Regions from separate parts of the Zea mays genome. Here region 1 is linked to region 2. Evidence: chromatin contacts called from public Hi-C data. All regions are on one chromosome and are shown on one strand. The core of a region is the stretch at or near the end of the contact, and the rest is flanking DNA. Distances in the headings are between cores, read along the strand shown. Region 1 has its middle 15 kb from the start of LOC732789. Region 2 holds the start of LOC103638857 (villin-3).

What was found. A called contact is a pair of places that touch in the nucleus more often than the background predicts.
Region 1: a contact with region 2 is called in a Hi-C map of leaf, with 3 times the contacts expected there. The contact joins the enhancer-like site here to the promoter of LOC103638857 in region 2. A contact is called at or near these places in 2 of 25 Hi-C or Micro-C datasets (ear and leaf).

What each region holds. Positions count from the first base shown.
Region 1 is chr9:111,874,227-111,878,064 of Zm-B73-REFERENCE-NAM-5.0, reverse strand. No RefSeq gene overlaps it. Among protein-coding and RNA genes, the nearest start is that of LOC732789, 15 kb to the left of the region's middle. Within about 2 kb of position 1,759, at least 19 of the 20 cell types and tissues checked have an H3K27ac peak or open chromatin away from gene starts, as enhancers often do. A contact at or near this core is called in ear and leaf, where this site is marked.
Region 2 is chr9:111,736,729-111,740,459 of Zm-B73-REFERENCE-NAM-5.0, reverse strand. LOC103638857 (villin-3) reads right to left here and starts at 2,017. Exons shown (of 23, transcript XM_035962621.1): 1 at 1,628-2,017; 2 at 275-396. The coding sequence starts at 330.

The DNA.
Region 1 (3,838 bases), core at 510-3,009, 140 kb before region 2:
GCTTGCGTATCCTCGTCCATGTTTACCCATTAGAAGAGAATCTTTCATTTACATCCTTGTGGGAGAAGACACTTTTCTATCATCATCCTCTAATGGAAGAATCCACGGGAAATCGAAGATTAGGGCCCATTGCCATCTCTAGGCGGAAGCCAAAAGCATGCAGTTCGTCACGTCCACCCACCAACACCCTCTCCGAGACTGACGCGTCACACGCTTACTTTCGGAGCAGGTCCTGCCCTTATCCAGCACCATAGGGGAGCTACCACGGAACCACCCCGAGTGTTGGAGCACCACCACGAAGTGCTAGGTGATGGGTTGATGGTGAAGTCATGGATCATGGCGGGCTGCTCCGGCGCGATCTTCACGTCGGACTTGGTGCCGCCAGGATGGAAATATTCTACAACGAGGGCGCCGGGGATATGTTGCCTCGTGCAAGCGATATGCAGTGGAGTATATGGCTGCCAAAACTAGGCCTAGGTGTTTGGGTTACCCGATTTTTTTGGACCGGGTAATTCGGGTATTTGAAAATTTGGGTAATGAGAAGTGAAATTCGAAATATACCCATTCACAACCTCTACCTAAAATTTTAGGTACCCGAAAATTCGGGTTTGGGTTTTTCCGGATTACCCAATTGTAGTACCAAGTAGTAAAACAATCAAATTAAAGTAAATATTAAATGTAACAAAATAATGTAATTTTTTCAATAAACACACCACACTACTCATAAATCTGTTGATTGAAGTTCATTATCCACATATTGGTACATCATAAATTTTAAAAACATTACAATGATACAAGGGTTTGTGTACTTTAGGTAAATGGAGTACTCAAACTTATAACCTGAATTACCTAAACTTAAATCAGGTTTTTAGACTTGTTATTTGAATTAGTGATCGGATAATTCGGATTCGGTAGATCGGGTTAGATAACGGGTAGCGGGGCTTTTGTCCAGCCATAGCCGCAACGGCAACCACGCAGGTGTCACTCGTTCAGTCGGCAGTAGTATCTTTGAACTTTAGTGAAGTAGATTAAATGAGCAGCGATGCTCTCGTGTACTGAAATCTTTGCACAAGTAAGAATAGGCTGCATTAGGCCTTGTTTGGTTTGAGTAAAGTCTCGTTTAGTCTCTAAATTATCAAATAATGAGACTAAAACATGGACTAAACTGTTTTAGTCTCTAGTCTTTTAAGCGGTGACTAAAAGAGACTAAATTATATTAATTTTACTTTTTATCTCTCCTTTATTTCAGTTGTATTAATGACGGAATAGTGTTAAGTGGTATTTTAGTTCTCTTATGATTCATTTAATACGTTATGAATACTTTTAGTCTCTAAAACCAAATAGAGTAGAGACTAAATTTTAATCCACTAACTAAACTTAAGTCTCTGCACTAAAGTAGCAAAACGGACCCTGTTGCTTCGCGCATTGTAATTTGTAACACTGAAATCTTTGCACAACTAAGATAGAAGCAACACACCACCACAGAGACACGACAGGACTCGTCCTGGTTGGAGCCGTCTGATCGAGATCAGGCCGTTCTGAGCTCTGGCCCGCGCGAGGCGGTTCCCTAGGTCAGCCGGCCAGGCCCTGCGGACGGAGCGCGCGGTGACGGGACGGGAGTAACAAAAAGTAAAAATCCGACCGTCCCCCCGAATCTCAGCCACGTGGGATCATCAAAGTGCATCCAGCTCCAGCCGCTGCCGGGCCGGGCGGGGCCACTGGGCCGCAGGACATGCTGGGCCATCCGCTGCGGCGGCGAGGCTGCAGTAAATGGAAGGCTCCATCAATGCGTACGGCGCCGGATCCCACCAGCGTACGGCGCCGGATCTCCCCCGCACCGTTCCTTCAGCGACCTCCTCCGACCTGAGGTGAACGTCCCAATCACCCACGGCCACGGGCTGAGAGCCTGCGCACGCGCACGACACCTTTGTGCGTTCGTTTCCGTGGGCTGAAATCTGAGTGCGTGTGGTGGCCTGGCGCCGGCAGCAGCAGCAGGTGGTCGCCGTGGTTGTGCGCGAGGAGCTAGCGACGACGGCGAGAGCGCGGGACCTTGTTTCGACACCCGGTACGTGGCCTGAGCATGGTCCTTCACCTCGTACTCGATCGGAGCCGCAGAGTTGGGAGCGGTCCTGTGTAGGCTCTGTTGTGTAACCGTGGACCGTGGTAATTAGGTCACGTCAAGTCTATCGGACCACCGGCAGCAGCCTCCTCAGCTCGGCTCTACACGGTGAAGACATGTTTTCTGTCTATAGCTAGCTAGGTTGTTCTTATATACTGACGAGTACACATAAAATGTGAACTGAACACCAGCACTACCGGAATCAGCTCCTTTGCCGTGTGTCTCAGACACACGGCAAAGGCAATTTTACACTCGGCAAATGTTTTGCCGAGTGTAACACTCGGCAAAGAACGCTCGGTGAACTGTACATCGGCAACAGCCTCTTTGCTGAGTACTATTTGTCGGGCACTCGGCAAAGAAAAGTCACCGTCACGGCGCCAAGTAACGGTGACGGATCCTTTGCCGAGTGCCGTCTGTGGCACTCGGCAAAGAGGTCAATGTTGCCGAGTGTTTGCTCGAGAGGCCCTCAGCAAAGACTGACCCAGTGGGCCCCACTGCCAGTCCCTGTGCCGAGAGCTCTAGTAGGCACTCGGCAAAGGAGGCTTCTTTGCTGAGTGTCTGTTGGACAGGTACTCGGCAAAGAACCCTCCAGTGGGCCCCTTTGCCAGTCCCTTTGCCGAGTGCCTTGGTAATGGCACTCGGCAAAGATGTCTTTGCCGTTTCCCAGGTTTCCTTCTTTGCCGAGTGCCATTGTCAGCACTCGGCACTCGGCAAAGATGGCTTTACCGGTTCCCAGGTTGCCTTCTTTGCCGAGTGTCATGGTCATAGCACTCGGCAAAGCGCCCCTTTGCCGAGTGTTACACTCGGCAAAGTGACCAGAATGTCCGTTTTTTATTTGCTTTTGTTGTTCCATCCAAACAAACAAAAGATATATATGATTCACATCACATTATATATCAATCACATCACAGAATGAACACATTTATCATGAACACCATATATATCACAAAGTCTCACTAAAGTCTCACAAATATAAGTAAGGATCATCACAAAACAGATATAAGTCTGCGTCATCACTAACATCACCAAGTATCTCACAAGATAAAGTTTAACTAACATCACCAACACTCATAAAGGTAAGTCTGGATCATCACAAAACAGATCATCAACGAGGTGGGCATCTGGACTGGTTCGGCGAAGGGCTGGACGAAGCATGAGGGTTGTTCGACGCCGCCGATTGACCCTGCACAGAGAAGAGATTGTATGTGTGAGAACATATGAATAAATATCATGCAGTACTAAAATTTTGATACTCACAGGAGTAGTGAACTCTGTAGGGTCAGCTGCAGGGAACAACGGAGGTGGTGGAGCATGACCCTGTGCGGCGCCAAGGCTCTGCATGTACGCGAACATCTCCGCCATCCTCTTCTCCAGCTCCTCACGTTGCCTCCTCTCATCATCTAGCTGAGTCTGTAATATTTCGCCCTAATGTTACGATAATGCAAAGAACAGATATATAAAAATCAATGAACGATGAATAGATAAGGAATAACCTGGAGTTGCTGGATACGATGTTGTGAGGTGTCCTACCGAGGTCGTATGGCTGGGCTCGCGCTCGTGCTCCTTGCTCGCACCTGAGAGAGAGTGGGAGTGGAGGACGAGTCGATTGCCCCGTCGGCAATCCAGTACCGCCCATGCCTCTTGCCTCCTCCGACCCTCATGAGGACATCTCCGTCGATGTCCTCGGTCCTCGGATCGTAATCTGGCCCATGGACCTCC
Region 2 (3,731 bases), core at 768-3,267:
AAGTGTTTTAAGGAGTTTCCACTGGATACTATGGCAGCAGGCACTGTTTTAAAGGCGTCCAAGCGGTGGTCCAACGCCTAGGCGTCCAGGCAGTGGTCCAATGTCTTGTCTCGCCATACCGCTTTAAAAACCATGGCAGCAGGGACTACTAATTTGAAACAATAATACAACTGAAATGAGGAAAATGATGGCACATGCCATTCTTGGAACGAAACGAGATGCAGGGATAAGTATAGATATTGTGACCAGTAGCAAGCTAGAAACTGAAGGATACTCTTTTTGACCTGCACCTTGAAAAACAGGATCCACCTCCCTCATTGAAACAGCCATAGAACCCCTAGATTTTGTAGGACTAGTCTTTGGTGGTTTTTGCTTCAGGAGAGAAGAAAAGGTGTGCTGAAACAGGGGGGGGGGGGGGGGGGGGGGAGAAAAGATGAATCCTCAAAGCCAGCCTGTATAAAAGCATTCTTAAACAAGAACATAAATACAGGTCCCTTAAAAATATTTTGACGCGGATAGTTTAAATTTAAAATGAGATGAACCACATGCGAATTTTTGAACAACACTGCATGCAAAAGTTTCCTATTCAAAGTGCCCCCTGACACTGATAGAAACACAATGCCGCTTGTGAGTTTGCCCTTCATTAGGGATGAGGACTTGCTTCTATGTAATTAGAATGTCTAGCAATTCCAAAGACCTCTGTTCTGCTCCTGTATAATGATTGCATCTCAAACAACACCCAAGGAACATCCACAAACTAAGGAGTTGGCGTGATATAGAGCAAGCTAAGATCCTGATCCCCCATTCAACAGAAAGCTGAAAGCTAACCCAAGGAATGCGATGTTTTTTGGTGCAACTCACAATTGAGAATACATGACATCCTAGGTCCAACAAAACATCCATATCCAGCTCATTCAATCCAGAACAAAAGGGATGTGTGGGAACTTGCATGACCCGAATGCTCCAAGCCTCCAACACACCCAAAACTAAACGAACATTGGCTTGGCTTCCAAAACAATTCAAGTGGGCAGCTAAATCCAATGACTTCTGGAGCACGAATCAGCATCAGGATCAACAAGAGCCATCGAGTGGCAGATGAACAGGTATAAATCAGACCAAATTCCGGCCACCCAGATCCACCTCACGTCCAAAAAGAAAAACAAAATCACTGCTCTCATAAGATTGGTCTCCAGGCAGCGGCTTACACCATTATAGAGATCCAACATCTGATCTAAATCACACAAAATGGGCATTCCCATTCCAAATGCCAAAGGGCCAGATCCAATCCGCCATCCGGAAATCAACCAAGCAAAATTTCCCCACCACTACAACATGCTAAACCCCATTCATCCACGACCCACTAACAAATCTCAAAAAGTCAGAGAATTCCCGCAGCCCAGATCCGTCACGCACCCAAGCCAGCCAGCCAAGCAGAGACCCCGCGTACCTTGATCGCTGACCCCGGCGCGGCCATGGTCAGACCTCAGATCGCCAGAAGCCGAAGCCCCGATCAGAGGACCAACTTAACAACCCTAGCCGCGGGCACCATTAAACAAATCCCCGGCCCGACCCTCTCCACATCATTCCCTAAAAAATTGCTGAAATAGAGGATTCGGTCACCACGCACCTGGGCCGGGGACGGTGGCGGAGTCGAATCGTGGGGAGGACTAGCTAGCCAGCGGGTTGCTGTCGTTGCTGCCGTTAGCGCGCGCCCGGGCTGGCGTTAGCCTTTTGCGGAGGCGAACGAACGAGGCCGCTAAAACGAGGTGAAGCCCCCGGATTAACTAATAATCCGTCAATCACCCGGCTCAACAGGACGGGGCGGGGAGAGGTTGGGTTGGGGAGGCCAATGATTGGAGGTGAGGGCGTGAGGCGTGGCTGTTGTCGTGCTCGCCACTATGGCGGAGGACGACGAGGAGGAAGGAGAGGAAGACAGGACAGAGGGGGAGGGGGTGGAGGTGGAGCAGGTATTTGGGAGTTTGAGCTATTTATATTTTGTATGGAATTCCTCTCTTCGCCGTTATTACGTCGTAACTCGTTCTGCCGAGCTGGGCACACAGGAGGACATGCAGTATGCAAACGATCGAATAAGAATGAATATTACTTTACTCACTCTGTCTTGTTTTAGTTATTACTGGATAGTGTAAAATTAAACTATTCAACGACAACTAAAAAATGAAGAGAGTATATTGCAATTATTTTCATGTTTTTATTTAAATTTAGATTCGAAAGTCCTATAAAAGAGTATCCTCCTATAGTTTGGGTCAAGAGATCAATACTAGTATATGTAATGATATATATACCCTTATAAAGATGTAACCATTATATTCTAGGAAGAGATAATAGAAAATTACAAGTAGAGTTAGTTGGTTCTGTTATATATGTATTATTTATTTTGGAACAAATTTTGAACTCTATAAATGCACTTATTATAGAACAAATAGACTATGTTAGATGTGATATCAATGAATATTGACTTCATAAATATGTTATTTCTATATTACGGATACGGTAACGTCCAGCAAGGTGCAGTTACATCCACGGACGTAATTACAGAGGATCCCGTCGGCCTCTAAATGGATTCGGACTTAAATACAGCTAAAAAAACATATATACCATTTCTCCTAATAGTAGCACAATGTTAACTGCTAAACGGATTGGACTTAAATATAGCTAAAAAACATTTGCACCGTTTCTCTTAATAGTAACCTAATGTTAATGGCGTAGATGACAACATGGTACATCTAGGTTTTTAGAATTATATATGAAGACAAGGGGAAAAATAGAGCTCGGTAAAGTAAGAGACCGAAGGGTTATTGAAAGTGATAGGATCAACATGTTCGTCAAACTTTGAAGGTTCGAGCCTCCTGCCTGATGTGATAAACAAGACAAGAAATGCTAAATTTTTTATGGTGTGTTTGGTTTGTGGAGTCACTCTATCCTTCATGAGGTGATGCATCATAAATTCATTCCATTAATTTTGGTGGAATCAACCCACTCCTCATGTATATACTAATTATTAGCTTATGAGGAATGAGGTGGTGATGGATCAACTCATTCTATTCCACAAACCAAATAAAAAAGTGGAGAGTGAGAAGAAAATGGATCACTTTATTCCTCAAACCAAACACACTATTAGATAATGGAAATTATCATCCAGCCTTGGCTTCAAAGAAGCTACGGCCCCTACAAGAAATGCTAGATAATGTCGCCTTCAAGGAAATCAAAACTCACACACCGTTTTCAAATGATGCCACATCTGAACTCTGATTCAAGAAAAGAATGGTTCAACTTATGTGTTTTAATGGCAGCTTAGATAGATTACCTAGTGCAAAATTATAGTTGAGAAGATAAAGAAAAATAAATCTGAGACAAAAATATTTAGCTCCTTTGATGTAGTCTTTTATTTTTAGTAATTAAGCTGCTACTCCTAAATTCTAAAAAAAATAGAGAAAATGTAATATCTGATTAACATTTTTTGTGCAAAATTATATAAATTTTAGATACTGCTAGATCACAGAACTGAAATAGATAAAATTGGTGTCACGTTGGTATTGCGGCTGGTATTGCGGCGTTAGCAACTTGCTAAAACTGCCTAGAGAGTTATTTACTCGGTTTTGTAAAGTTCAGATGGTTAGACAACCGGTTTGATGGTGTGGGTGGAAGTAGACTACCCTCTAAATATTACAGGATTCTGTAGACTTTTTTATATACTCCATCCGTCCCAAAAT